Regions from separate parts of the Rattus norvegicus genome. Here region 2 is linked to region 1. A link is a contact called in public Hi-C data. All regions are on one chromosome and are shown on one strand. The core of a region is the stretch at or near the end of the contact, and the rest is flanking DNA. Distances in the headings are between cores, read along the strand shown. Region 1 has its middle 64 kb from the start of Ngf. Region 2 holds the start of Ngf (nerve growth factor).

Region 1 (2,675 bases), core at 122-2,621:
CAAAATAAATTCCCAAATATACTTGTTTGCATATTTGGAAGACAGTGGTTTTATATACAGAGATAGAAAGAGAGATTCAGACAGACAGACAAACAGACACAAGGATGCACAAGCACACAGAATCACACACATTTTAAAAATTAAAATAAATCCCCAAATATACTTGTTTATATATTTGGAAGACAGTGCTTTTTTGTTTGTTTTTTGTTTTGTTTTGGTTTTTGTTTGTTTTGTTTTGTTTTGTTGGCTAGCCTTATCTGCTGGACATTTTCTTAGGCTGGGGAAGCTGACCTTTGGCAGGGGCAGTTTTACTCTGGTCCAACGCTGTTGAAAGAACTCAAAAAGAACCAGGCTAGTCACTAAGACCAGGCAGCAAAGTGAAGACTTACATAACAAACTGTCTTCATGTTCTTATTTCTGCCTGTCCTGAGAACTTTTCTTCTCTAATTATCTGTATACTTTAGCAGACACTTGATGCTACCAGTGGGTTTTTATTTCAATATTCTTAAAGTAGTTACACTACAAAACCATTTTCACTGTTGGCTGTAATAGGATTGTTAAAGTTTCCTATGCAAGAAAATTAGCATTTTTCCCATAGTTAAAAAAAAAAACAACCAAACTCTGTTTTTAAAAAGTGGGAACTTAGAGAAGATACTCATCTTATGCTTCTGATTTACTGCAACCTTTTTTTTTTTCTGGCTTAATTTTAAAGAACTCGTTTACCCAGGGGCCTCTAGTGCAAGTTCATGTTACAAAATAGTTAAATTAGTTACACTTATATTTGTCGTATTTTTATGTTTACTTCCAGTTAAATTATATGTCTAAATATAGTTAAATCAAACATAAATGCTTAAATGAATTACAGAAGCCCCAAAATAAAACTCCCATGAAAGAGAAAAAGAAACAGAGAAATGGTGTTTGAGAACCTTCCTTCTCTGTCACAAAGCAGAACCAGAGCTGGCTGGAAGTCCGTAGACACATCGCTCTCTCGGCCTTCGGGGGAAAGCCAGAGCAGGTGCCGTGCAGATACTTAGCTGTGGGGTACTGTGGGTGAAGTAAAGATTTACCCACATCTTGGGCCAAGATGTCTCTCAGTAAATATTTATTGAGAGCTGGAATCTCTCTGCGTTCACATTAGCAATAACAAACTTCCTGCCTTGGGGCAGTACTTTGAATTGCCTCTGGATGCCACAAAGGACATGCAGAGTTCGGGTAGATGAGTTAATAAATAGTCCTTCTTACAGAGTTCTTACTTGACGCAAACTAATGCCTCACTCTTAGCCTTTCCGCAGTCTCCATTTCCTCTACACGCATGACCTTTGACATTCTCGGTCTGAAATTCCCTGTTCTGTTTGCTTGGCTGTACTCCGTTGTGGGGCCATTTTCTGTAATAGTAGCCTATTGATCTTGGCTCCTAAGAGAGTGGCTAGCTCATCTCCTATTACACTGACTGTTGTAATCAACAGATTATTTGAAACAACTTTTCAAAAAAAAAAACCGGAGTTCAATTGAAGAAAAACCTTCCTGTTTTGTAACTAGCCATCTTGAAAGAACGCTTAGGCTATTACATTGAAACTTTTCATCCAAGCTGGCCTGTCTTTCCCTCAATGCATCCCCGGTTACACATGCCACACTCAGAGGTACTCACCATGCTGCAATACAGCCTTTGCTACAAATCCTTGCATCCTGCCTCCTTTCTCCATTCTTTGTTAACTTAAAAGAGACTGACTTTTCTTCCTCTATGCGAACCTAAAAAAAACGACAGCTGTTCCTGGACTTCCCCAACACCAGGCTGCTCCCAGGTAGCACTAGCTGGTGAAAGGGATCGCTCACTTTTTGTCCTAACTTCCTGTGTGATCATTTCACTAAGGTTTCTTTAAAATGGACCAGGCTGAGAGTGTTATTCTGAGGAAATCAATGAATGCCACCAAGAAGTACACTTTCTTTTCCCAAAGAGCTCGTTTTTAATGCATTTCCCAGTGGCATCATGGGATACTACCTCATTGTTTATGTAAGAGAATACAGTTCACAGTTAAATTGCTAGGATGACTGTGTATGCCTTTAAGTAAGGGTGCAGCTAGCTAACCTAGCCCCCCCTTTAGCCGTCATGTTTTTCCTACTGATGGGAGTTCTCTGCTTCTGTTTCAGTTCCAGTCTGGAGTTTTTTGGTTTTTTTTGGGTTTTTGTTTGGTTGGCTTTTTTTGTTTTGTTTTTTTGTTTGTTTGTTTGTTTGTTTTTTGGTTGTTGTTTTGGTTTGGTTTTTTGTTTTGTTTTTATTGTTTTTGGCTTTTTTGTTTTGTTCTTGTTTTTGTTTTTTGGTGGGAGGGGGAACGGTCCCTGATTTCAGCACTGAAGACAGCAAATGGTCCTTAGAAGAGATCTTTCTCAGAGCACGTGGGACAGGATGAAGAGTTGAAGGAACCTTAGTGAGATGGCCAGGGCTGAGCAGGCAGTTTTAAGCCTTTCTCAGTCTACCTAGAAAACTCTATCTGCTCCATGGCCCAGTGTTAGAACACTTATATCACTGTGACAAAGCAAATAACTTAGAGGATGGGTTTTTATTTTGGCTCCTGGGTTCGGAAGGCTCTATTCCTCCAAGTCAGGGTGGGCTTGGCAGAGAGACAGTCATGGTGGCAGGAGTGGAGACGGTTCACATCCTGGCAGGATGCTAAAGG
Region 2 (2,675 bases), core at 100-2,599, 64 kb before region 1:
CTCATCAGTTATAACTGACAGTTTCAGGAGTTCGAGACCCTGAAGAGAAGTTATTGATGGGACCTCTATGGCTGGTTCTGAGCTTTCAAAGTTCAGCTGACCCTGCCTATGGGGAGAGTGGACTGGTACTGCCAGAGAGAGTACTCAGGGAGAATGGACGGCAACACATCAAGTGCCTTTTCTCCAGGGTTTCCACTGGCCTCCTGTGATAGCTGGGGCAGAGGCACCCAGGAGAGCAGTATTTTTGGTCTGCAGCTGGGAACGTGCACTGAGTTTTCCTTAATACCCACAGCACCCAAAAGACTTTGCTGTAATACACTTTAACGCATGAAACACCCATAAATTATCCTTCAAACTGCTACAACTTCCAGCCTGGAACAACTTGGAAAAACCAGCCTAACAAGCAGGCTCTTCTTAAATCTCTGAAGTAAACCTGATGAGAAAGGTCAAGCCAAAAACCACCTTCCTTATGAATCTCAGAAAGTTTTAGAAAAGCAAGAGCATTGTAATCAAACGGGGCTAACTAAGCCCTATGTTTATGTTGGCTTCAAGTTGCAACACCCTGACCCCAGAGTCCTCTCTCCCTTCCCTTCAGCTTCTCTGCCTGAACCCAAGAGCGCCCGCTGCCCTTCCCAGTCCCGGGTGCCAGCCTCTGCCACACCTGGCAGCAGACAGCTGAATGTACTGGCTGACCCAAGCAGTAAGGCTATACGTTGAGATGCCCAGCAGGCCCCACCGAGGGCCTCTGTGCTCGTCACTTGGAACCCAACCTTCCAGAATCAACCCTTGGCACCCACTCTGGGCCCTGCTACAAACACTGAGCCCAGTGTGACCGCGGCGACTGGTCCTCTTACCTAGGGGCAGCGTGGCACTCTCGGGACTCTGAGCACTCCCCAGCCGACGTGCTGTGCACTCGCCCTCCACCGCGCGGGCTACTGCTCCGCCACCCTAGCGCGCTCGCAGCGCGCGCGCATCCCTCACTCCAGGCTCTCTTGAGCGCTGTCCCCTTCTAGCCCGAGAGCTCAGGCTGGGCAGTGCAGCTTCTGCAGGCGCCAGTGTTGACTTTGGGACTCCTGGTCATCCTGGGACAGGGAATTTCACGACCAGAGAGACCCTCACTCCCTTTTCCTCCCTTGCGTGCCCGCGATCTCGTGTTCCTTCATCTACTCGGGACACTTCTTTCAAGGGTGCGTTTCGACCTACAAAAATCTCGCCAGACAGAGAACCAAGCACACCGTCCCTGGGAGCCCAGCAACCCCAGTCCGCCGCACCGCGCTGCACCCTTATGGGGCTCGGCTCAGAGCAGCCTGACTCACCGATGCGCTCCCCTTCGGCTCCAGGCGCTCTCTGCCGCGCTGGAGCACAGAGCTTCTTTAACAGGCTTCCTGGATGTATTTAGCCCCTCCTCCAGGCTCGAGTCACACCCTCTTCAAATCCTGCCCCCCACCCACCCGACCCCTCCCTCTCTGGTCAATCCTCATCCCAGCCGGGCACCTGCTGTGACTGGACCCAGGGGGTCCGGGTTGTAGGGGTCCTGGGACACGGGATGGATAGCTCCAGGAGAGCCTGTGGAACCTAGCCAGGAAAAGCTAATCAGAGAAGAACTCAAAACCCCAGGTTTAGATGGAAATACATGTGGTGGGGGGTGGGGGGTCCCAGATCTAGAGAGGACTTCTAGGGCAGCAGGCAAGGTAGCTGGCTCCAGATACCAATGGACAGACTGGCCAAGCAGGAGTTGATTGGCTGTGTCCCTTTACCTCCTGCCCTGTCTTACTGCCTTGCTAGCTTCCTAGGGGTGACTTATTCTCCTTTGGTGGCCAGGACATCAGGTGTTACTATCCCTGTAAATCTGAGAGCTGAAGGAACACACCCAGGAAGCTCCTGGATTGGCCAGTGCCAGGGGTTGCTCTGAAACCAGGCAAAGGCAAAATTAACTAAAATGTCCAGACAGTGGATCTGCCTGGGATCTAAGGAACAGGGTCTTTGGTGTCCAGAGTACCCCCAACTCCCACTCCTGCCGCCAGTCTTAAGGCTTGGGACTGCAGGAGCCTCCCAGGAGATCCGGCCCCTTGGATGTTGAAGATGGAGCTGTGTCTGTGTGCCCTTCCTACATTTGTCAGGATCTGGAGTCCCAGGGTTTCTGTCAGTTTTTAAGTCACACCCAGTAGAAGGCCAAGCCTTCTGTCCCACCATAGGCTGCTCCTCAATTCCCTTTCATCCCTTTTGTCTACTTACTTACTTGCTGTGGGGTCCCCAGCTGGACCTCCAGAATTTCTTGGACCTGATAGATTCAGGAGCGGATGGGGCCATTGCCTGTTTCCCTAGGGTGTTTCCACCTCAGCCTCAAACCAACAAGGCAGAAATAAAACTCAAGGCAGATTTTTCACCAAATGTACAGGAACAATTGTAATCAAGTTCTATGGACTTTTGACACACACACACACACACACACGCACACACACACCCCTGTGTAAAATGATTTTCTTCCTTTGGAATGACATGTTATATGCCCCACCCCTACCCCGGTGAATGCCACAGGAAGGAATGGATACAGGAGAGTGAGTGACAGAGGGAGGGTGAGGTACTAAGTCTCCCTACTGCCGGTGACACCAGTAGTACAGGCAAGATCATGTTCCCTGAAGTTGGGATGGAGTGAGGCCCAGGTGTCCTTTTTC

Evidence for each region. Hi-C and Micro-C count contacts between places; a contact is called where the count stands out from the background.
Region 2: a Hi-C map of Schwann cells shows a contact between it and region 1, with 2.6 times the contacts expected there. The contact joins the promoter of Ngf here to the enhancer-like site in region 1. A contact is called at or near these places in 2 of 12 Hi-C or Micro-C datasets (the A7r5 cell line and Schwann cells).

What each region holds. Positions count from the first base shown.
Region 1 is chr2:192,524,042-192,526,716 of GRCr8, reverse strand. No RefSeq gene overlaps it. Among named protein-coding and RNA genes, the nearest start is that of Ngf, 64 kb to the left of the region's middle. Within about 2 kb of position 1,371, at least 3 of the 93 cell types and tissues checked have an H3K27ac peak or open chromatin away from gene starts, as enhancers often do. A contact at or near this core is called in Schwann cells, where this site is marked.
Region 2 is chr2:192,588,254-192,590,928 of GRCr8, reverse strand. It overlaps Ngf (nerve growth factor), which reads right to left and starts at 1,349. Exons shown (of 3, transcript NM_001277055.1): 1 at 1,317-1,349.